7 separate regions of the Mus musculus genome follow, and all the other regions are linked to region 1. The links are chromatin contacts, called in public Hi-C and HiChIP or PLAC-seq maps. All regions are on one chromosome and are shown on one strand. The core of a region is the stretch at or near the end of the contact, and the rest is flanking DNA. Distances in the headings are between cores, read along the strand shown. Region 1 holds the start of Atp5g2 (ATP synthase, H+ transporting, mitochondrial F0 complex, subunit C2 (subunit 9)). Region 2 holds the start of Itga5 (integrin alpha 5 (fibronectin receptor alpha)). Region 3 holds the start of Zfp385a (zinc finger protein 385A). Region 4 holds the start of Krt8 (keratin 8). Region 5 overlaps Copz1 (coatomer protein complex, subunit zeta 1). Region 6 holds the start of Copz1 (coatomer protein complex, subunit zeta 1). Region 7 holds the start of Tns2 (tensin 2).

What was found. A called contact is a pair of places that touch in the nucleus more often than the background predicts. HiChIP or PLAC-seq counts read pairs in DNA pulled down with a chosen protein or histone mark.
Region 2: an H3K4me3 HiChIP or PLAC-seq map of embryonic stem cells shows a contact between it and region 1, with 6 times the contacts expected there. The contact joins the promoter of Itga5 here to the promoter of Atp5g2 in region 1. A contact is called at or near these places in 2 of 39 promoter capture datasets (liver and pre-B cells) and 3 of 115 datasets of contacts at active chromatin or transcription factors (embryonic stem cells, microglia and stem cell-derived neural progenitor cells).
Region 3: a contact with region 1 is called in an H3K4me3 HiChIP or PLAC-seq map of bone marrow-derived macrophages, with 4 times the contacts expected there. The contact joins the promoter of Zfp385a here to the promoter of Atp5g2 in region 1. A contact is called at or near these places in 1 of 39 promoter capture datasets (pre-B cells), 4 of 115 datasets of contacts at active chromatin or transcription factors (bone marrow-derived macrophages, extraembryonic endoderm stem cells, large pre-B cells and 1 more) and 1 of 9 other capture datasets (pancreatic islet).
Region 4: a contact with region 1 is called in an HNF4G HiChIP or PLAC-seq map of pancreatic cancer cells. The contact joins the promoter of Krt8 here to the promoter of Atp5g2 in region 1. A contact is called at or near these places in 3 of 115 datasets of contacts at active chromatin or transcription factors (epiblast stem cells, extraembryonic endoderm stem cells and pancreatic cancer cells).
Region 5: an H3K4me3 HiChIP or PLAC-seq map of embryonic forebrain shows a contact between it and region 1, with 4 times the contacts expected there. The contact joins the enhancer-like site here to the promoter of Atp5g2 in region 1. A contact is called at or near these places in 4 of 39 promoter capture datasets (the 3T3-L1 cell line, cranial neural crest, embryonic stem cells and 1 more), 2 of 484 Hi-C or Micro-C datasets (the N1E-115 cell line and forebrain), 11 of 115 datasets of contacts at active chromatin or transcription factors (the NIH/3T3 cell line, VIP interneurons, differentiating embryonic stem cells and 8 more) and 2 of 9 other capture datasets (adipose tissue and liver).
Region 6: an HNF4G HiChIP or PLAC-seq map of pancreatic cancer cells shows a contact between it and region 1. The contact joins the promoter of Copz1 here to the promoter of Atp5g2 in region 1. A contact is called at or near these places in 3 of 39 promoter capture datasets (the 3T3-L1 cell line, cranial neural crest and hippocampal neurons) and 6 of 115 datasets of contacts at active chromatin or transcription factors (differentiating embryonic stem cells, embryonic stem cells, epiblast stem cells and 2 more).
Region 7: a Hi-C map of uterus shows a contact between it and region 1. The contact joins the promoter of Tns2 here to the promoter of Atp5g2 in region 1. A contact is called at or near these places in 2 of 39 promoter capture datasets (liver and pre-B cells), 1 of 484 Hi-C or Micro-C datasets (uterus), 1 of 115 datasets of contacts at active chromatin or transcription factors (memory CD8 T cells) and 1 of 9 other capture datasets (liver).

Annotation. Positions count from the first base shown.
Region 1 is chr15:102,669,585-102,672,754 of GRCm38.p6, forward strand. It overlaps Atp5g2 (ATP synthase, H+ transporting, mitochondrial F0 complex, subunit C2 (subunit 9)), which reads right to left and starts at 1,463. Exons shown (of 5, transcript NM_026468.2): 1 at 1,434-1,463. Mir688 (microRNA 688) reads right to left here and starts at 2,282; the gene lies at 2,208-2,282.
Region 2 is chr15:103,365,335-103,368,504 of GRCm38.p6, forward strand. Itga5 (integrin alpha 5 (fibronectin receptor alpha)) reads right to left here and starts at 1,457. Exons shown (of 30, transcript NM_010577.4): 1 at 966-1,457. The coding sequence starts at 1,192.
Region 3 is chr15:103,338,440-103,341,609 of GRCm38.p6, forward strand. Zfp385a (zinc finger protein 385A) reads right to left here and starts at 1,647. Exons shown (of 8, transcript NM_013866.2): 1 at 1,608-1,647. The coding sequence starts at 1,617.
Region 4 is chr15:102,002,825-102,005,994 of GRCm38.p6, forward strand. It overlaps Krt8 (keratin 8), which reads right to left and starts at 1,518. Exons shown (of 9, transcript NM_031170.2): 1 at 1,074-1,518. The coding sequence starts at 1,415.
Region 5 is chr15:103,298,821-103,301,990 of GRCm38.p6, forward strand. It overlaps Copz1 (coatomer protein complex, subunit zeta 1), which reads left to right. Exons shown (of 9, transcript NM_019817.2): 9 at 1-1,045. Among named protein-coding and RNA genes, the nearest start is that of Gm41406, 9.9 kb to the left of the region's middle. Within about 2 kb of position 1,586, at least 115 of the 459 cell types and tissues checked have an H3K27ac peak or open chromatin away from gene starts, as enhancers often do. A contact at or near this core is called in VIP interneurons, differentiating embryonic stem cells, embryonic basal ganglia and 3 more, where this site is marked.
Region 6 is chr15:103,271,145-103,274,314 of GRCm38.p6, forward strand. Copz1 (coatomer protein complex, subunit zeta 1) reads left to right here and starts at 1,744. Exons shown (of 9, transcript NM_019817.2): 1 at 1,744-1,797. The coding sequence starts at 1,780.
Region 7 is chr15:102,101,242-102,104,411 of GRCm38.p6, forward strand. It overlaps Tns2 (tensin 2), which reads left to right and starts at 1,693. Exons shown (of 29, transcript NM_153533.3): 1 at 1,693-1,920. The coding sequence starts at 1,846.

The DNA of each region.
Region 1 (3,170 bases), core at 213-2,712:
TACTTCTTTAAAACTTTTGCAATAGAGGCTTAAGCTGGGTTGATGGCTTAGATGATGGTGCCTGCCACACCCCGTGCGCTGGGTACCTATGGAAGCAGGTGGCCTGAAGCTGACTGGCTTGCAATCAGAGTCGATGAGCTTCAGGTCAGTAAGACATCCTGTCTCGAAAGGTGAGGGTGGAGTGGAAATGCCCCCCACATTAACCTCTCAGCATGCATGCATACATGTCACCATACACGTGAATAAAGGGAGGTCTGAAGTTAGGCATGGTGGTATGTGCAAGTGATCCTAGCACTGGGGAGGCTGATGCAGAAGGATCATAAATTTGAGGTAAACGTGGGTTAGAGTCAAGAAGCCAAAATAAAATGGAAGACGTTTTTCCAAAAACAAGTTTTAACATGGTAACTTATAAAATGTAGTTCTGGCAATACTCTAATTACTGCCCAACCCACTGCTTGCTTGCAGAGAACTCAGTAAACAATTCTTAAAAAAAAAAAAAAGTAGGGGAATTAAATTTAATAGTTTACAAACATATGGAATAGTATAATCTGTTGCTGGTGTGTAATAAACCCAAGCGTATCATTCGGCGAGCCCTTCCAGTGGTCACTTAATATGGGCAAGCCCACACCAGAGCAATGAAACCCTCCACAATGAGAATTCCCCACTTAACCATTCCGTTCCTTAAACCTTCCCACTAGCTGGCAGGTATAAATTCTAAAGCTCGTATTGCTCCCATCTTCTGGGCTTGCTGCCTAACAGAAACCTCCATTTCCACCATTTAAGATTTTATTTCTAACTTCATTAGTATGTCAGGGCCTTCATTAGAGGCAACCAGTTTCTAAGGGAACAGGCCTCGCTCAGGCCTCACTCCTGCCACCTGTGCACAGGCCGGTTAGCCTGTTCTGTTACTCTCTACCACGTTCAGTTTATTTCAAACTGAAGGATGCTGACTAGGGAGATGATGGCTTTGGACGGTGAACTAGCTTGACTGCGCCAGAGGTCCTGAGGTTCAAAGTCTGCAAGCTTCAAAAAAATAAAAAATAAAGGCTATTTTGATTCAGGATGACAAGGGGAGGCAAAGGTAGGAGGGGAGAGTCTGGGGTCATGACAATGGTGAAAGGCGTGTGGGTGAGCGAAGAGCACCCATAAAAGCCTTGGTTCGCGCCCGGAGAGAACACGCTCGCCAGCATCTGCCTTTCGCCGGCCGCAGAGCCCCCAACCCCCGTGAGACACCCAAGATGGCGCCAGGCCCGCGCGGTTAGAGGTCATCGGCACGAGGAAGGGGTAGCCCTCCGCGTGGGGATGCCGGGACCGCGAGGGCTCAGGGACCCGCGTGGGAGCTAGCAAGGTCAGGGCGGCCACGCGTCCTCGCAAGGGGTACTGCTGCGCGCGCCTGCGCGGCACGAAGAGGACGCGAGGCCTCAAGGCCTTACCTGCTCCCAGGGCAGAGAAGACAGAGAGGGGCGGGGGCGCGGGAAGCGCGAGGGAAGGCTCTGCGCATGCGCGGCCGGAGCCAACGAGTCGCTTTTCTCCATGGATAGAGTGGACACAAGCTAGAGGATCGGCCGGGACGCCACAGCTCCCTCTGCCAGGTTGGTGGTGTCTTGGGGGACAAGCACTCCACCTGGCGTCCAACAGGAGAAACTGCAAAAGGAGCCCACCGTGCACGGAAGAGCCGCCAACTCTTGCTGATCTGCAACGTGGTGGAACTGTGGACTGCACAGCATTTTTGGAGTCTTGGACTCGAGTCCCCTTTCCGAGCATGCGCAAAGTTAAGGAAAAAAAAAAAAACCAAAAAACACCCTACCCAGTCTACTCGGAAATTGTTTATAGCATACAGTAGGGATTGGGGTTCAGTGCCTAAAATGTAGCAGGGGAAAATAAAATCACAGAACTCTTGGCTTCTTGTCACCCTCAGGACACTGGCAACGTTGGGTGGGAGATGGGAACTGGCCCAATGCTATTAGCAAAATGCCATGGCAGTTTCTGCTTTAACTTATTTTTATTTTTGTTTTCCCTATCTCGTTGATGAGCAAAGCATGAAAAAAACCCAGCATCTTCGAGTCATAAGACTGGGGGGGTAAACAAGGCCTGATTCTCCCTTTTGTGAGTCCTGGGATCAATTAGGGATAACCGCACCTGTGGCCTGCAGTAGGGGTGCGAAGTCACCCCAGGCGACCAGTTTACCTCCTGTCGGACTTGCTGGGGGGCGAGCTGGAATAAGTAGTCGCCTGCGAGGTGCTCTCCCCAAGCAAGCCCCTACTTTTCTTCACTGCCCTTTCGCCCGTCCCTCCCCCAGTGGCGGTGGGCGGGGGCTTTCCTGCGCTAGTCCTGGAGCAGGCCTTTGTGTACACGCAGGAACGCACGAGCCTAGCAGACGGCTGCAAGGCTGACCCAGCCCCTTAGCCCGGCTGTCCGGTTAGGGTGCTTGGACGCAGCGCGAGAAAGACGGGAAGAGCTCACCAAACCCCCATAAAAAAATAAAAAGAAAGCCGCGGCTGTAAATAAAGGCAAATCCGCCACCCTCTGAGGGGCCGTTTGTCCTCCCCTCCTTGGCCCCGTCCTTCCCGCCACCCCCTCCCGGCCCCCGGCCCCGCGGCGCCCCGGCCCCAAGCTCCTCCATTTAATCGGATTTGGGAGAAGGGGAGGATAAATCACGGCAGCAGCTTTACGGTCCCGGAGGAGAGGCGAGCCGCAGCCAGGCACACCCCGGCCGGCGATAAAAACCGCCGCTGAAAGCCCACGGAGCAATTTCCCGGGACCCCGAGCGACGCCATTACAGGAATGTAATTTTGCCCGGATGAGGCCCCGAGTTTAATTATCCTCGCGGAGGAATTTCAATGCGGCCAATCCATCTTGCAGGCGGGCGGCAGAGGGATTTATATGGGCCCGTTATTTCACACCGATCCTCCATCTGCATTTTTATGGCCCTGAGCTCCTGAAAGGGAGGGAAAGTGTGGGGAGAAATGGAAGAAGAGGGTGGAGGACTCCCCGCCTTTCCTAAACCTTGGATTTCAGCTGGATTAGGATGCTCGCAGGTTCTCCTGAGGTCCCCAAATCTCCCTCCAGTGCCAGTTGTTGACCTGGGCAGGGGCAGAACCGGGATCTTTAGGAAGCAACAGGTATTTTTCCAAGTACTAAGCAGTGTGAGATGCCGTGTGAGAAAAGGC
Region 2 (3,170 bases), core at 207-2,706, 700 kb after region 1:
ACCAGTCTAGGTCTGCTTACTACCCGGAAATAAGGATTCTCCATAGAGATTTTCAGGAACCTTCGTTCTGATGCTCTTGGGCCCAGAGAGCCTATATCTTTCTCAGCTTCCGACCCTAGTCCCAGAAGTCTGAGTTCTACTACAGCCGACAAGCTACAGGAAATCAGCTTTTCTCTTCCTCCCAAGAGCTAGAGCAAGAGGGAAACCGCCCACCCCCCTTCAGGCGCGCGCACTCACACCCCTCCCGACACATCCGTGCACCGCCCTGGATTGATCCGGCCACTAGCCCTAGTACCCCCAGTGCCAGGGTTCTGGGATTCTCCCCAAGTTCTTGGATCTCTTCGCCTGAAGAGACTGGGGGTGGGAGGCAATTCAGGAGAATGAGGAGAAAGGGGAGGGAGCCTTCGTCTTCCTCCCGGGTCTTTCCCGAGTCTGAGTTGATGGGGGAGGGGAGGATGAGACTGGCCCCCACATAACCTTCCGACCCTCTCAGTCTGTCTTTCCTCTTACGGCACACGCTTACCCAGCTCCAACCCTCTCAATAGCCCCACCGAGGATCTCGAGGTTCTTCCACTGCCTCCTAAGGCCCTGCCCGGCCTCCGCACCCCCCTCGACTCCCACCCGCCACAGGTCTCCCGCAGCCCACAGATCGCCAGAGACCCTAAGCTTTCTGCGCCCTCTCCTCCCGGTTGGCCCTTAGACCCTGCCTGTACTTCTCCAGCTTCTAGATTCGGGTCCTCTCCTCATGCCACACAAGTTTCGACACCGATCTCACACTCCACGTCGGCCACGGTCCCTCCCTGCTGCAGCGCGGGCCCCCAATTCTAGCTTGGGCCCCCAACTCAAGTCTTGGTCTTTCCAAACTCCGCCCTCCAACTCAAGTCCTGGTCGCTTCCAGTCCTCGGCGCGCCCCCAGTTTCCAGGTGGCCCCCTGCCCGCTTCCCGCCGCCAACCTCGCCACTCACCCGTCCCTTCCCGGCCGGTAAAACTCCACGGAGAAGCCAAAAAGGGAGCCGGGGGGCCCGGAGAGCACCGCCGGGGCCTCCGCGTCTAGGTTGAAGCCCCCAACCTGGAGTGGTGGCGGCCACAGTAGCAGCAGCAGAGGCAGCAGCGGCGGTAGGCGTCGGGGCCCCCAGCGCAGCAGCACCGCGTGGAGAGGAGATCGAGGCGACCGTGGCGTCCAGCTCCCCATAGTGCCCGCTCTTCCCTGTCCTGGGGCCACCGACCCGGAGCCGCTTCCTAAACCTCCCAGAGGCGAATGACTCAACGCGGGGAGGAGTTTGCCAAACTCCCGGCTGGGCCCTCCCCCCGGCCGCCGGGCCGGCTGGCGGGGGGGCATTCCTGGGTCCCGGGGACGCCGAGGCCGCGCCCCGCACCCGAAGGGGCGTGGGGGGCCGCACCTCTGAACCCTGGCTCCGGCCCCAGCTGGAGGCCGGTGGTCTGGCCTGGCTCAGACTGGGCGGGCTTGGGTTCTTCGCCCTCCTCTCCGCTTCCCCCTCCTCCCTCCCCCTCCTTTCCAGATGTACAACGTAAACGCTCGGAAAAGTAGTCGGAAAAGGGAGCAGAAAATTTCCTAATGAGGAAAGGAATCACCTCTGGGGGGCGGAGGGAGCCTGAATATTGTGTGTGTGTGTCTCCCTCATTTCTTCAGGAAAAAAACTTTGGGGTCGAGAGACAGGGGACTCCTCTGGCGTCCGGCCAACAGGGATTCCCCTTGCCTTCCGGGGCCACTGGGTGCCTGGGTTCTGGCCAGCTAGATTGGGACTCTGCAGCCCAGTCACTGAACGCTCCCCAGACAGCCTCCTGGGGTAGCTTCGTTGGCCTCGGGAATTCCGCGGCTGCCCCTCCCCAAGCTGATAGAGTGGAAAGCATAGGACTTTTGGGGTCTCTGACACAGGAGCATTGGGCTTTATTTGCTAACGTTGGGTTTGGAAGTCTCTGTTCTGGCCCTTTCTTGGATTTGATACCTGACCAAGTGGCCAACCTCTCAATTCAGTTCCTTCATCAGATTGCCTGATTTCCTGGATAAGCCCCAGAAAGATAAGTGATGGGTAGCAGTTGTGATGGTGGTGGTGGGGAGTCTTCAAAGGGAACCAACTTTCAGCTTCTGTTGGCCATCTGAAACCCAAGACACTTGCATTATTTGTGTAAGTAGAGGAAGGGGTGGTAGTAAGTGAAGGTACCTTGTTAGCCCCTAGCTCAGGCTGTGTGTGATGAGATCACCTTTCAGGATTCTGGTCTTTATCTTAGTCTGGGGGGAGGGGAGAGAGGCCTACAGTCTCCCCTAATCCCCTTTGCTTTCTACTCCCTTCTCAGCCTTTTTCCTCCAGGACTTCTCCCCTTTCAGAATAAGGCCCACAGAGTAAAATCCTGCCCTCTTCTTGCCCTTCTCTTTTGACCCGTTGTGGCCTGAGGGGATGCTGAATAAAAATCCCAGAGTCATTTTTTTTTTTTTCCTGCTGCATGCTTCCTCTCATCTGTTACTCTTACTCTGCTTTCTGTCCTCAGTCACCCAGCTAGATCTTCAAAAGCAGATCTCCAGGGCCAATTGCAGCCCCAGAGAGAGGCCAGCTGAACAGACTACAGCCTAACCCTGGCTCCATTCCACTTTCACATCTGCAGGTCCTGACCCTTCGTCAGGTGGGAAACATAAGGAATCTGTGGGTCAGGATCTGAGGCAAGCAGTACCCAAAGTCAACCTCTGGTGTGATTGGCCAGGGGGGGAACCCAGGTGAAGAGGAGAATGGACTTTTATTTACTGTTTATAGACATTCATGTGAGGCTTGGGTCCCACATGTGTGAATCCAGCCCTCTCCTTTCTCAGCCCAGACTTTTAGATTTTTTTCCCAGGATTTAGGAGCTGGGGAGGAAGGGGGGAGGTATACAGCTAGGGAGGTGTGTGACTCAGATCCTCCCAGGAGCCTTGGTGGGGGACAGGGGACATAGTGTCCTGCCTTGGTCCTCCTCCTCCTCAATCCCCCAACATTGGCCAACTCAAACAGGCACCCTCCCTGTCCATTCCTCGCTCCTGTTTACGCAGGAGCCCCTTAGTCATTCTCTGGCTAGCTGTTCCACTCTCCCCAATATCCCTCCTCTCTTGGCTCTCTCTGCCCTTATAAGTCCTCACCCAGTGGCCCTGACACCTCTAGCTTTCTCACTTGCCTTCCTTG
Region 3 (3,170 bases), core at 397-2,896, 670 kb after region 1:
GGCAAAAGGAGGGAGTTAATTATCATGTCCTCCAAAGAGATGGCTGGGGCCAGTTGGTGGCAGGGTCCAATGTCAGAGAGTTTGGATTCAGTCTTCTTGTGGCTGGGTGTTGGCAGGGGTCTTCCAGGCCTGATACCTAGTTTAAAGTGGCCTCCAGACCAGGGCAAACAAGGCTTAGCCTGGCCTACTCTGGGCAAGCAGGCTATAGCCGCTACAGCTGGCCCAGGATACAGCTAGAGTACAGGAACACAACGGTAGGCAGAATGTGGAGCCTGTGTGTTAGGGTCCTGAGTCTAAACTGTGTTGAGGTGTCTCCCGGAATTAGAAGGCAGACCACCTACTAGAGACAGCCTTGGGGCAGAGGGATTTAAATAGCTATGATGGTTGGCCAGCTGGAGGGAAGCAAGGCATAAAAGTCGTGAGAGAGGCTGAGACCACACAACAGCTAGATGGAGGAAGGACGCAAGAGTGGAGAAATGGGCTAGGAAAGATACACAGTCACTGGAAAGAAGAGAACACAGGCAGAGAGTCTTGGGAGAGGGATGAGGACACGGGATATAGTTCAGCATAAGCACAGAGCCAGGTGTCCTCAGTGGGGGCAGGGAGACCACAGGTGTCTGAGAGTGGTAGGGGGCTTCACAATAAACAGGGCCCTGGAACCGGCCTAGCCAGGGTGGAGGTCAGAGGTCAGAGCAGGCCCTGCACTGCTGTGGCAGCAGGGTTGAGGGCAGGGGCTGCTGCGGAGTCCGGAGTACAGCTAGGCCCTCTCCTCCCCCATCCCTGGGGCTCCCTTCCCGATGTAGGTCATGAAGATGGGGTGGCCAAGGCTGAACGGGCTGGCTGTCAGAGCCCAGCGGGACTTCCCTTCCCCCCACTCTGACTTTCCTTCTCTCCTTGGTCTCCTGTAGCCCCCGACCCACGGCTGGGGTGGAAGGGAAGAAGGAGGAGAAGAAGAAGGGCCCAGGCAGCCGGCGCAGGGAGAGAGGGGCAGGTCCCGGCGTGTCGGGGCAGGATGGCTGCGGAGACAGGATCTAAGCCGCAAGAGCCCGGGATGGACAGTTTCCCACCCGCTCTTCTACCCAGCCCCCTTATCTTCACCCGTCAGGTTCCCACCTCCCACCACACTCACCTCGAAGCTACACCCAGCATCTTCTTCCTCCGCCCCCCACTTCCTCCTTTCCCTCTTATCCTGGGCCCAGAAGGCTGTCGGAGTGGCTAAGCCAAGGGTGGGGGAAGGCGCTGGAGGTGACGGGTCAGAACCTTTACTCCAACTCTACCAGGCCAGGACCAGCCCCCTCCCACAGTCTCTCCTGCACTGTCTTATAATATTCATGAGCCTCATGAATACGCAATGTTCTCATTATGGGGCGGGGGTCTCGCTCTCTCGGCCTTCCTTTTGCCCCTCCCTATGTTACCAGGAGAAACCGCAGCTAGGGGAAGAGAGGAAGAGGGGACCCCAGATGTGCAGCCAGATGAGGGGGGAGGGGGAATGAGTGGCAGACCGGCGGCCGCAGTCACCGCGGTGCCGAGGTGAGGGAGGGTGGGGGTTGGTGACCCAGTGAGAAGGAACCAGGGACCCGGATCCCAGAGTCGTGGAGACCACTCACCGAGGATCATGCTGGGGACCCTGGCTCCCGGGGTTCCGCGTCGTTCTGTCCCGGGGGCCGTTCTGGTCGGACTCGGGGTACAGGGGGGAGGAGTCGGGGAGGAGCAGGGGCGGGCCGAGGCGGAGCGGGGGCGGGGCCCACAGCAGGTGAAGACCGGAGGGGGCACCCTGGCACCCCGGGCTCCGCGAGGGGGCGTCCTGGCAGCCTCCCGCTTCCTCCAGCCTTTCAGTTACCGCCCCCAATCTCTGGGTTTTAGGATGTCGCTTTAGCTGGGGCTGGGGAACAAGATGGTGTGAGGTTATTGAGGAGGCTGGGAACTAAAATGCCTGGGTTCCTGAGTGGCTCAGTCTGAGGGCGGGAAGACTCATTCTCAGCTGATAGAGGGACAGGATCCTAAGTGATCTGGGGAGGAACAGAGCCCGGGTTGAGTGGGATAGTGATGCCCCTCTAGAGCAATGGGCTGGGTGGGCCCTGGAGGTGCAGGGAGGATGCCTGGGTCCTACTTTGTTCCGCTTCGGAGCAGGATGTCGAGACTGACTATCAGAGGTGAGTCGTGGTTCTGAAGATGGATTCGAGGTTTATCTGACAGTGTTCTTAGGGGAAGCTAAGTGAACAGATTGCATTCAGTGGTCCTGAGGAGGCAGAAATTAGAAGCTTGCAGTGGTGATTGCTAGGCTATTTAGAAGATGACAGAAGGTCAGAATCAGCGAGGTTCAACCTTATAGAGATGTCCTGGACTGAGCTGGGGAGGAGGGGCATTTATCCCGGGGTTAAATGCAGGACACCTTACCAAGAAGAGCTTTGATTCAGGTGGCAGGGGTGTAAGAAGGCTGGGGAGACGTTTGAGAATGGGATGTTCCTAAGGCAAACAGGAGGAAGCTGGAGTGTGAGAGTCGGATAGGTATCTAGGGAAGATGCAGCTGCTACAGCCTGAACCTGTCTGTACCTGCCACAAGAGGGAGGGCAGCAGGCAGAGTTCCCAGAAGGCCAAGCAGCCAGCTTTAGGCCAACCCAGCCAGAGGGAGAGGGGGTGAGACTGGGAATTGGAACACTCATGGTTTAGGGAGGGTGGAGGCAAGAGTGAAAAGCGGGGTCATGAGTGATAGGATTGGATTCAGAAACTTTGAGGAAAGGAGGGCATTTCCAGCTTCTGGCGGGAAGTTGGGGCTTGATTGCTAACTCAGGTGCAGGAATTTTAGATTTGTTCCTACTGTGAGCCTCAGCAATGTCTGCCTTCCATCTGTGAAAAGCTGTTTGCAATTGCCAAGATACTCCAGCTCAAGGCTAGGTGAAAGATGGGTGCCGGCACCCTAGTCTTTGAGTCCTGTGATCCTGCTTTGAGGAAAGATGTGGGATCTCTGGGTCCACGAGAGGCCATCTTCTCGCTTTGAATCTAACTTGCTGGAATCCTCCTGCACTTCTATAACAGAAAGCCTGCTTCCTAGGTTTAGCCCCTCCTCTCCTTTTCCAGGTTTCTCCCCTGGGGAGGAGACATACTAAAACGAGGGCCAGCACTGGGCTTGGCTGATTCGAGAGCCCCCTCCTTGCCCTTCAGGCCCACCT
Region 4 (3,170 bases), core at 268-2,767, 670 kb before region 1:
GGAGGAAATTGCCGGGCCCTGTAACCACAAGGCACATGCCATGTCTGAGCCAACTGCTCTCCATCAGGATTCTAGGGGGAGTTAGGGACCGGACCGTTGGAGCTAGTAAACCCTTGTGAAGAAGAGGCAGACGCTCCTGGGGCGTCCTGTGATTCCACAGGCTCAGCCCCGTGTTTTCCCTCCTCCCGTTCCCACACCGCCTCTCAGGAGCCAGTCAGCAAAAAAGGGCCAATCGTCCCGGGGCCACGAAGGCCACTGTGCCACAGGACTGCAAAACCTGGCCTGGCTTTCGGCTTGCAAAGGAACCAGGCAGTTGGGGCGGAGCCACCGTAGAAAGAGTGAAAGGGGTACAAGGGCCAAGCTCGCAGAGGGGCGTGGGTAGGCCGACGCTATCTGAGGCCATAAACTCCGGTCTTAACAGGTCGTGAAACAGGAGCGGAGTGTCCAACGCCCGCAGACTTTGAATCTCGCACGGGCCTTCCCGAGGCGGAGCCCTGAGACTCACCCTCCCCTCCACCCCACCCCACTCCTGGTGGAAGGGCAGACCCAAGACCTCCGCCCTGGCTCTACAGCGGCCCCGCCCACTGGAGCAGGGCAGGGGCCGAGCAGTGACTCAGCCTGGAGCCCCCACTCTCTAGCCTTGGGCACCAAAGACCTCCATATGCGTTTGTCGGGTTCAATCAAGACACCTGAAACCTTCTAAAATCCTTACACCGCCCTCCATTATTTAACAGGAAGATAGAAAAATACACAATGCACGGGGCACCATGAGGAAACCTTGGGGCAGTTGGGGGCGGGGGGGCGAGGGGGCGTCCCCGCCACCAGAGAGCAAAGCCACAGGGAAGGGACCAGGCCCTCCAGTGAATGGGAAGGTGCTCCAAGATTTAGTCACAAGCACTTCAGACCCTCTGGGCCCAAGCCAAAGGGTATGAGAGAAGTAGAAGAGAGTGTGGCCAGAATGGGTGGGTCCCAACAGGAGCTCATGGGGGGTGCGAGGAGAGATGTACGCATCTCTGTGTCAGCAGAAGAAAGAGCGAGCGCAGGACGGTTAGTCGGGAAGAGAGGGGTCTCACCTTGTCAATGAAGGAGGCGAACTTGTTGTTCAGGGATTTAATCTGCTCCTTCTCCTGAGTGCGCACAGCCTGGATGTTGGGGTCCACCTCCAGCTTCAAGGGGCTCAACAGGCTCTGGTTCACCGTGACGGCTGTGATGCCCCCGACACCAGCCCCGCCAAAGCCGCCCAGACCCACGCCGGTGCCCATGCTTCCCCGGAAGCTGCTGCTGCTGCTGCCCACCCGGGAAAAGCTGGAAGAGCTGATGCGGGCACCGGGTCCACTCGTGAACGAGCGGCTGCTGAAGGCCCGGGGACCGGAGGTGGACATCTTGTAGGATTTCTGAGTCACCCTGATGGACATGGTGAAGTCTGGAGCGAAGGCAGTGAGCTGAAGACGGAGGTTCGAGAGCGAGCTAAGCAGCTGCTTCTAGACGGTGGGACAGCGCCCAGCGAAGGCCCTTTATAAAAGAAGAGGCCAGCCCCAGGGGAGGGAAAAGGGCCTCTTACCTGAGTGGCTAGACACTAGAGGGCAGGGCCTAACCCAACGTCTGCAACCTCCAGACGGGACTCAGGTGAGGGCAGCAGAGAGCTGTTCCCACCCGGGATCCCTCTCCAGCCCCACCCTAAAAATCCAGGAGAGAGCAATTGATCCCTGTGAAGGCAGGAAGTGAGCCTGGGATCTCTGACCTAAGCTGTCTTATCTCCTGCCCTCCTGTGAGAACTACTTGGGCTGAAAGGGTTCCCAGGCATTTTAGTTTAAAACACTGGGTCTCAACTCAACACAGGCAAGCTACTAGAACTCACTAGAAGTTGAAACTCAAGGAAGGTCGGAAGGGCCCTTCCTCGGGAGTCACGTAACAGATATGCTGTAGGTTCTCCACCAGTGGGTTGCAATCCCTCTAGGGATAGAGCTATGTTTTCCCAGAGGTGACATATCAAATATCCTGTGGTTCAGAATCTTGGGGGGGGGGGGTCACAACCCCTTTGGGGGTATAAGTACCCTGAAGCCTAACCAAAGCCGGCACCGGCCTTTACCAGCCAGCACTAGGACTGAGGGTGTGCCTCATCCACCACATCTCTGGCTGGTCTCTCCTAATACCTCCAAGAGACCTCCTTTAGGTGGAGCTGGCCAGGCTGACCAGCAGGGCCCTTTCGTTCCCAAGCTCCTGTTTGCTTTGTCTGCCCAGGTTACAGCTAACACCACTACCCCACCCCGCTACCTGTGCAGCATCCTGCACCCATAGGCTGGCAAAGGGGGGTGGGAAGGTAGGTAGATATTTGAGGAATGAATGAAACACAGGCTTCTAGCTGTCTTCTCTCTTGTGCAAGGTAAAGAGAAATCAAACGCAGCTCTTCTCTCTGGACACAGCACAGTATTCTCCTTTCCTACCCAGACCCGAGAGAATTCCCCAGACCAGACAGAGGCCTCGAGGAATAACAAAGACTGAGGGACAGAGGCCAAGGCAGAAAAGGGAGACCCCAGAGAATAGAGGCACAGGGGCTTTGTTGCAATCGCTTCTTTGGAGACACCTTCCCCAGGCTGCCAGGGCAGTGACTCATGGTGCCTTGGAACGGGATGGCCCTGCTGGTGGTGACTCATTCTCCAGCCACCTGGACCCTTCTCCTCTGCCCCCGGCCCCAGGCTGGCCAGATGTGATGAGGATAGTACCCTGTCTCCCTGCACCTGTCTCTCTGAACTCATTATCCCATTATCAGAGTGAGTCAGGAGAACAAGCTGGGGCACAGCCTGCACCTGTGAGAGGTTGGAGACTGGGGAGCAGAGCAAGGCCCTCCAGGCCTGGGTGGAGCAAGCAGGCAAGAGGTTTGGGTCCCCAAGGCAAAGATTCCACCTGCAATTAAATTACCTGATGGGTTGGGCTCTCTGGAAGGCACTTCAGGGTGTGATGTGGGGATTGGGTGGATCTCAATTAAGGAAACCAATAGATGACAGATATCCAAATTCCCTGGGGAACTGGGCGGTAGCAGACACCACCCCATAGCCAGGGAAAAGAGTAAGCACCTACTAAGAGAACTGTCTATGGATTCCGCCCCCCTAGGAGAAACACCCAGGACTGCTCTATGGGCACATATAGGCAAAGGGACAGAGACCCAGGAT
Region 5 (3,170 bases), core at 336-2,835, 630 kb after region 1:
TAGGGTCATCTTGGAGAACCACAATGGATTCTTCTGTCTCTATACTTTCTGGGGTTCTTTCCCCTCCCTCTCATGAGAGTAAAGTCCCCAGCAGATTTGAGTGAGTCAGGGGAAACACCCTCTTCCTACTTACACTTGTCTCGCCCACCCCCCATTCTCTCCTTGGTTTCTTGGCCCTTTACTGTGGCTGTACTTCAGATCATCAAAGCAAGAGAAAGAATGTGCTGAGTGTTTTCTTCCCTGTGCCTTAAGGGCCCTCATCCCAGCAGCCCATATAGCCAGCAAATGGAGGACTCCTAACTTCAGCACAAGTGGGTTTGGAGTGGCAGAGGCCATACTTTCTTTGCCTCAGCTTCTCTCCTTCCTGCTGCCCTATCCTCTGCCTTAGAAGAAATGGGAACAGCTTGTAGGGAAGGGACAAGCTGCAGAGGAACAGTGATTTAAAGGCCCTTGGAGCTAGTCCCCTCAGCCTCAACTTTGATCTGGCCTTTAGCCTCAAAGCTGCTGTACCTGCACATGGTCCTGAGAACATCTCTCTAGGCCTGTACCACACCTCTCTGCCTGTAGAACCTGTGAGATCATTGCCTGTGGCCTCTGTCACCCTGGAGCAAAGCCAGACCTTGGAACCCAAACTACTTTAGTCCCTAGAAAAGTTTCTGCTCAGAACTGAGGATGGAAAGAGCCGTAATGACGTTGGCCTTGCCGTGTTCCTTCTCCTCAGCGCCACACTCACATATTTCTCTGCTTTGGTTCTACAATCTGTTGTTGAGTTCCCCCTCTCTGCATCAGTCTTCCCTGGAAATGGAGGACCTGGTGCAGTACCTTTCCTCTGAGGCTTGGATTCCCGTTCTTGGGTGTAATGTTGCTCCCTGATCCCATATCCCTGTGAAAATGACTTAGGAAAAAACGTTTCTGAGCAAGCATTCTGGCCCATGCACTGGCTGAAGTGGGCAGACTGGAGGCGGCCTCTGCAAGAAATGGAGTCAGGCGAAGTCCACCTTGTACGCTGCTGTGCGGCTTAGGAATAAAGTGAATCTCTTCCAAACTGCCTTTGTGTGATGGCTCTGTTCCTCCCTTTTTTGGCAGCTATTCCTGTTCCTCCAGCCACCACCCCCACGCCCCCGCACCCCACCTCTTATAATATTTCTTCCTTTCTACCTCAGAGACTCCCCAGCAGTCCCCCCTACCCCTAATTTACAGGGCTGTTTGCCTCCTTGGCATCTCTAGTCCCCTCGCCTGGAAATTGGCGCCAGGGGTGGGGTGGGGATGGTATTTTCTCAGTGGGAGACTCAGGGAACTGAGTTCTCCCCCACACACCCCCAAAGCCAGCTGCCTGCTCCCGCCTCAGCCATTAGTAACCCGGAGACGCGCACCTGCGTGGAGGCTCTCCTCCAGCCCCTGCTCCCTTCCCGCACCTCCCACTCCTCCGAAACGGCGCTGAGCGGGTTATTTATCGGAGCCTGCGCTGCTCCAGAAGGTCAGGACGGTGGTGTAAATAACCTCTTCTCGCCATTTCCCCATCCCTCCAGAGCCTGCTCCCCTCCCCCTTCTCTACCTTTATTCGCACAAATGAATGTGGCTGGGCTGGCGCAGAGCCTGGCCCTGCATCTTAATGGGGCGGTGAGCTCACAAGATGGATTTAGCTGGGGGTTTTATGGTTGCTGCGGCGACAGGAGAATGCTTTGGTTTTCTTTCCCCCTTCCTCTGCAGGATTTTAAGGAGGGGGCAATGCGGGGACTCCTCCTCTCCCCTGAGATTTGTAGGGTCTCTTCTATCACCTCTATCTACTGTTCTAGCATGGGTCTGCAAACCTAGGACGGACAAGGAAAAGGGGAAGGAGGGAAGCAGAATGGGAAGAGCCTCTGCAACACGGGATGAAGCCTATGTATGGTCCTCCTTTTATGGAAACCTTAGGCACAGCAGCTGTGAAGCACCTGGGCCCAGGATCCCTCTAAGCAGATAGACAGCTGAATGCTGGACCACTCCTGCCTGGGGCCCTGTACTGGAAGCTGGAGGCCTGGTGGGAGAAGAGTTATGATGCCCTCTATCTTTGCTTGTATGGTCTGTGAGAGGCAGTGCCCAGCTTTATATAGCCCAACCTGCTCCTCATGGCCTGTATATCCTTTGGCTTGGGACAGCAGAGTTAGAACGGAGTTGAGGCCTCTTCCGTGAGCAGATATATCAACAGGAGCGTAGTTCTTTCCGTTTGAGTTCTCTATGCTTGTTTCTCCAGCCTTCTGTTTCCCACCAAGACTGAAGTTTTGGTGCCCTGGCCTACCCCGTCCTCTGGTGAGCAACTTTCATTTGGGACTCTGCAAACCCATCCTTAGCACTAACTAAAACAAAAACAGCAGTGACTTGGACTGTCTGGTTTGCCTCCCCCTCCTGTTTGTGAACCTTTCCCTCTTCCCCTGGGGATTCTTAGGAGGCCCTCCTCCCTTCTTCCCCTTGGCTGGGAAAGAGACTACAGCCTGAACAGTGCCAGACACCTGCCTGCCAGATGTGGCGATTCCCCATGCTGCCCCTACCCCACTGTCTCTCTTTTCCCCACCCCACTGAGCTCAGGCAGAGGGAGCCCCCCCACAGAGTGATTTACTGCTGCAGTCTCTTCCTCAAGTGCCCCTTCAGGCTTCTCTCTCTCTCTCTCTCTCTCTCTCTCTCTCTCTCTCCCTCTCTCCCTCCCTCCCTCCCTCCCTCCCTCCCTCCCTCCCCTGGTGCCCATGCGTGCTCCCTCTTTTCCCACCATGACCAGGCAGCTTCACCCCATTCCGACTGCAGGACCCTTTGCTGGGTGAGCTCTAGCTCCCTCTTTGACCAAAGAAGGAATGGGTGGGTGAAGGGTGATGCCCCTGCTACACCCCAGGAGAGAAATGAGCTGCAGGACTGAGGCCTGCAGCAGACAGAGCTGATGCCATCCTCTATGGGGAGAACTGGAAGAGAGAGGCTAACATGACCAGAACACAAAACCAACATTCCAGGGATAGGCAGAGCCTCTAAGGAGTTTCTAGTCAGACCAGAGACCATGACTGGGGCTGTGTTGTGCATATTGCAATTTCACATCTCTCTCTGGGTCTCCAGGCCTTGTTTTTGGGTCCATGTTTTAAATAACCCCACATGTCCCCCTTTAGTCTCACCCCAAACACTCAGGGACTCCAAGCCCTTCTTTATTT
Region 6 (3,170 bases), core at 494-2,993, 600 kb after region 1:
TATTATTATCATTAATCTGCCAAAGCAAGAACAATGCCCGCCACTGGGACAGGAGAGAGGATTCATCCTTTAACAACTATGGCTGCTCTTCCAGAGTACCCGGGTTTGATTCCCAGAACCCAAATAGCAGCTCACAATCCCATTGCAACTCCAGTTCAATGGGATCTGATATCATTTTCTGGCCTCCACAGGTACCAGGTATGTAAAGGGTGCACAGATATACTGACTTTAGGGTTTCTATTGCTGTGATGAAGCACTATGGCCAAAAAAGTAAGTTAGGGAGAAAAGAGTTTATTTGGCTTACACTTCCCTATGGCTGTTCATCATTGAAGGAAGTTAGGACAGGAACTACAGGAACTCAGGCAGGGCAGGAACCTGGAGGTAGGAACTGATGCAGAGATCACGGAGAGGTGTAGGGGGGCCAGCCCTGGTAGGGTCAGGTACTGAGGTGGGACACAGCATAAGATGGAGGTCAAAGGCTAATGATCTCTGGCCTTGTAACTCTTATTGTTCTGGGGGTCAGAAGCTGATAGCTTTCTTTCCATTCGCTCTAATCTCCAATGCCTTGATATCCTATTTCAAATTGAACCAAAGTGGGAAAACGTTGTCCATCAAAGTGCAGGTCTCCTGTACTCAACTCCCAGACAGAAAGTGGGCAGTGGGCAGCAGATTCTCTGAAGCTGAGCAACGGGGCATAGGAGCTGGCAACTGAACTCAGGTCTTCCACACGAAGAGTATGAGCTCTTTTTTTTTGTTTTTGTTTTCGAGACAGGGCTTCTCTAAATAGCCCTGGCTGTCCTGGAACTCACTTTGTAGACCAGGCTGGCCTCAAACTCAGAAATCCGCCTGTCTCTGCCTCCCAAGTGCTGGGATTAAAAACATGTGCCACCACTGCCCATCGAATATGAGCTCTTAACTACCGAGCCATATCTCCAGTCCCCACAGTTTTTTTTTTTTTTTTAAGTAAATTACATTAAAAATATTGAGGGGGGTGGTCTGGAGAGATTGCTCAGTGGTTAAGAACATTGGGTGCTTTCTCTTCCAGAGGTCCTGGGTTCAATTCCCAGCAACCACATGGTGTCTCACAACCAGCTGTAATGAGATCTGATGCCCTCTTCTGGTGTGTCTGAAGACAGCTACGGTGTACTCATATAAATGAAATAAATAAATCTTAAAAAAATATATATTTATTGGGTATGTGTGCATGCCACACGTGTATATCCTGGGATATACTTCTCGAGACCTTGGTTTGTGTAGTTAACGCTTGGCTGCCTATAGCTAACTTGGTGAACTTTCCGAGGTTGTTGAAATGACCCAAGGACACTACAGCTGTGGATATCCTAATGGTGGCGATGGGAATCTGTATTCGGGTAGGGCTTCTCAGCAAGGCTAATGTTAAGGGCTACACATAGCACCCCCTATAGCGAGTGCGAATTGGAGGCTGACAGAATCACGTGGCTTCCTCCTACCAATAGCAAAGTAACAATCGCTTCCTCCGTTCCCCATGGAAACAACACCGCCCTCAATGATCCTCCCGCCCCTTCAGTGCTGAGGTTTTGGCCTTTCATTGAAAATTCCGGGTGACAATCTAACAGCTGCCTCTTCTGGCTGGACAGTTGGCTTCCGTGAAGCGAGTGACTACGCTGACTGGTCAAGACGCGAAGGCTGGCTCATCTTCACCCAATGTTGCCTCTTTGAGGCGGGACCTAGCGAAGACTCAGGGCCAATCAGCGGTGACGTCGCTTGTGCGACTCCACGTCGGCAGCAGCTACGGGCAAGATGGAGGCGCTGATTTTGGTAGGAGCTGGAGGGCCAGTGGCTCCGTTGTGGTGTCCAGGGGGTCCGGGAGGTGGGGCTCATCAGCTGGGGCCGGGAGAGGGTTCCGGGCAGGCCTCGGGGGCCAAAGCTCCCGCTATCTGTGCAATGCAAGTGTGGCCTACAATGGGAGCTAGAGCCGCGGTATAGAGTAGGAAGCCTTGCCGGCAAGAGAGCAGGAGTCGGTGGCAAAGTTGAAGAGAACATGCAGGGTCCTTAGGAGAATTCTGATTGCGCTGGAGGGGTGTCTTTCAAGTTCTCCCCGATGGTTTTTGTTGTGGATCATACCTACTTGAGTTTCCCCAAACCCTCATATTCTAGTCCCCCAAGTTGCAATGGCAGAAGAGAGGTGTTTTGTCAGTCCCAGATCCTCCTGGTGGTGGTCAGAATTCGACTACCTTTTGGCAATTCCATGTCCTGTTCCTTTACAAAACTTGTTTTTATTTTCCTGTTAATCCTTAGTATGTAATTCTGTCATGATTGAGAGTCAGCATTCCATCCAGGTTCAGGAATACTTGGTAGAGCTAGTATAGATTTTGGAATATCTTTTTCTGACTCCTTATTCTTCTCTCCTACTCTCCCCTCCTTCAGACTTTAGGAACTCATACTGTAAGATCCATTTCAGCCTTCTTGCTTACATGAGAATTGTGATTATAGAAGTGCATTTAACTCTCTTGTCCCTTGATCCTTTCTGCTTGTTCTGCCCCCTAGAACAGGATCAGAGCATTTCTTTCAAGACACTGGCCAGCAGTTTAGAGACCCATGAGTCTGCCTACCTGTGTCTGTGTGTTAGTGTAGGAATTTAACTCCCAGCTTCTTTCCTTTAGTTGGACTCCAGGATTGTTTCTAAGAGTCTTCCTTAGCTCCTGTTTTCATTTATATTCCTTGTAAGTGTACATATCAAACTCTTGTCAGTAAAAGAAAAAAAGCTTTTTCTTCTTTCTTTCTTTAAAGGAAAAAAAGTTTTTTGAGACAGGGTCCCTCTCTACCTTTCCCTTTCCTGATGCCCTAGCTACTCATTATGTAAGCCATGTTGGCCTCAGACTCACAGAGGACCACCTACCTCTACCCTCCAAATTCGGAGACTAGAGGTATGTGCCACCACATCAACTTGTTTTAGTTTTCTCACTGAGAGTTTCATGTAGGTCTGACTGGAATCAACTTTGCCACGTAGCCAGGGCAGACATCTATACTCACCTGGCATTTATGTGGGAATTTGAACTTTGGTTTTCTTATTTGTATGACAAGCACTTTAACCACTGACCTATCTGTTCAAACCTCCTTACTTTCCTTCTTGCAAATGTCAAAGAGAATTTATTCTCATCATATGTGTTGGACAAGTTGAAGCAAAATGT
Region 7 (3,170 bases), core at 443-2,942, 570 kb before region 1:
AGAATCAAAAGAGCTCTGGAATATTCCAGGCAGGAGGTGGGAGGTGAGGATCTGGTAATGCTGCCATTCCTCAGGCACTGTTTGCCCTCAGCTACTTTCAGAAATACTCCACACTCCCTGCGGTGGGGACGCGCAGAGCCAACTAGACACTTAACTTTCTAGATCTAGGTGGGCAGTGTAAGTTCAGTGAGGGCAGAGGCTGTTTGGGAACCTGTTCCAGAGGAAAAGACTTTCAGTCCCACCAGAGGTTGCAGATGTAGGCCCATGTACCATAGGAGCAGAGGGGAAAAAAAATTGATCAGGGGAGGCGCTGCAGTGATCCATCTTCCCCAGCAGGGCTGGGTGCGGAATCAGGACAGCCCCGGTTGCCCACCTGGCCATCGGCCTGGAATGTCCTGGGACACAGCCAGAACTCAGGTGGGGATTGCAGAGCCAGGGGCCCTCTCCAGTTACAGCACGGTGCCCCACCCCTTGCCACTCACAGGGCCTTCTAGCCAGGGTACACTGGCAACGATGGGCTTCCTAGAGAACAGGCATGCAGCGGGAAGAGGCCTCAGACTCTTCAGTCTGACAGGTCTTCTGAAGGATCCCTGGGGAGGACTAGAGCAGCCCTTCATCTGTCAGATGGGCGTGAGGCAGAAAGAGGAGAGTCCTGTGGGACCCTGCAAGAGGTGCCAGAACTGGAGGAGTTGCACTGGGACATTCAGTAAATACCATGCAAATGAGGGTGACACGGTGTACATTCTTTCAAATGACAGCTAGCTACAGCATTCCAAAGGCTGCTGTCTAGAGCTTGGGCTGGGAACCCCCAGGCTGTTGACCCTTGTTGTAGGAAGGTTGTTCCATCCTTTCCAAGGGCCCCATACACCTCCTTCCCTTGACTCCTGGGACAGGAAGTTGGCCCTATTCCCAGGAGGGAAGCAGGAGGCCCTAGAGAGGGTGGAGTATGTGTTGGGAGGGGGCCTCCTGTCCAGTCCTCGGGTCCAGTGACAGCCACAGAGGAAGGAGAGACAGGCCAGAAGAGCCATGAAGGTAGCGCTCAGATTCTGGTGGGCGGGTGGGGTCCCCAGTAGAACCTCAGGTGCAGGATCTGGGAGCTAAGCCAGGAACTGTGGGTTGTATCTGGAGAGGAGCAGCTGGGGTGTTCAGGAGGAACCTCCAGTGCTTTGGGTTACAGCAAGATGGACCATTCCTGTAAGCCCTTAGCCCTTCCCGCTGGAACTTGGCGTTGAGGAGGGTACTATAAGATCCTTCTCCCGTCTGACAGGGAAGTTAGCCCTCATCCCTAACTTTCTTTCACCCTGAGGATGTGGAGTGCTGGGCTGTCAGGGGTACTGGTTCCCAGCAACACTCCCTTCCCACAGGAAATCCCAAGGGAGCATGAGGGTTCAGGCTAGAGACTGGCCGGGGACACAGTGTTCTCCACTGGCCCTTGAGCCCTGCCCTGAGACCTGAATTCCCACCCTGTGCCACTGGCTGATTCCAGGGCTGGATCTCAGGACTGCAGACCCCCTGCACACAGTGGCCCACTGGGTGGGAGGCAGCTCCAGAGATGGGGAGAGCCAGAGATCTTAGGCTGACACTCCCAGCAGGGTAGATCCTGGGAATCTGATCTCCTGGCCTCCCCCACATCCTCCCCCACCCCACTTCCTGGAGCAGCGACCTGCCCCCTTCCCGCCTGCACTTCCCTCCACTTCCAGGGCCAGGCTTCTCCACACACCAGCCAGACAGCCTCCCCTCCACCCAAGGGAAGCGGCTGCCTCGGCAGGCTGCTTCCAGGAAGCCCCAGGCCAGGCCCCAGCATTGTTCAGGCCCTGCAGCCAAGAGTCCAGCCAGCCAGACACCATGAAGTCCAGCGGCCCTGTGGAAAGGTTGCTCAGAGCCCTGGGGAGGAGGGACAGCAGCCGGGCCACCAGCAGGGTAGGAGTGCCCACCAGCTGGGCAAAGGTGGGGCAGGGTGGAGGTGCGGACAAGGCGGGAGGGCCAGGATTCAGGCCAGACCAGACCCTCTTCCTAGTTTCAGCCTCTTCTCCTGGCTGGCTCAGCATCCCCCTCCTCTTTCTTTCGCCTGACCCCCTGAGGTGGCTAGGGTAGGGTAGCAGTGTGATTCTAGCATCTGTTTTGACTTCTCTGTGTATTTCCTGGCTTGAGCCTGGATAGGCCCCGAGGGTTCAGCTAAGAGCTCAAGCCCTGACCTCCGGGGGAAGCTTGAGGGAAAAGGTATGGGAAGAAGGCAATGAGGGAAGGGAGGGTGCCTTCTACTGACGTCATCTGCACACGACGTCATCATCCACAAGTGCGTCCAAGTGTCCTGGTGGGTCTCGCCCCCAGTCGTTAAGGGACCAACGCTGCTCCCATGTTATTCTCCTCTTCACACTACGGTGGGCAGATCCAGGGAGAGGAGGGGACAGCGGGAGCTTGAACACACAGCGGTGAAGAATGTGCAGTGGAGTGGTGGGAGGAGTGAGGGAGATTGTCCACAGACTCTAGATAGGAGGGATGAACTGGGGTGGGAGGGGTCAGAACTGCAGTGAAAACTTGCAGTGAGTAGGGACTAAGGGGGACCTGGACAACTGGTGGCAGCCCAGCCAGCCACTGACCTCACTACCTCTGGGTGGGGAGGGGGCATCCGGAGAACCTGGCCACCCCTGTCATAACATGCAGAGGCAGCGAGGCAGCTGCCTGTGTGTCCCCACTGCTATTCCTCCTTCCGAGCGAACGTCTTAGACAATTGCTGCCTGCCGCCTCAGTGCACAGAGAGTAAACATGTTGTTCTGACCGTGGGGGAGGGGGTCATATTAGCTGCCTGGAGCTTGGGGACACTGAGAGCCAGGGGCTCAGAACTGGCTGCAGTCAGTCTGGGTATTATGTGATAGTGCTTGTGTGTCCTGGCCGTCAGCTCACAGTATACAAGCCTCTTGTGGGGAGGGCAAGATGGGAGGAGAGTCAGACCCCCCACTCTGCCAAGATTCAGAAAGCCCTCACATTGGAAGTGGGGGTGTGTGTGACAAGGACATCACATAGCTCCGCCACGTGAGAAGTCCTGAGTGAACCCTTAGGGAGGAGTTGACCCAGCCAAGGTGACGCAAGGGGTCACATTCCAAGCCCTGTAGAGGACAGGCCTCATGACTACCCTGAAACAGCTGTGGCCAAGTGTGCCTTAGAGTTCA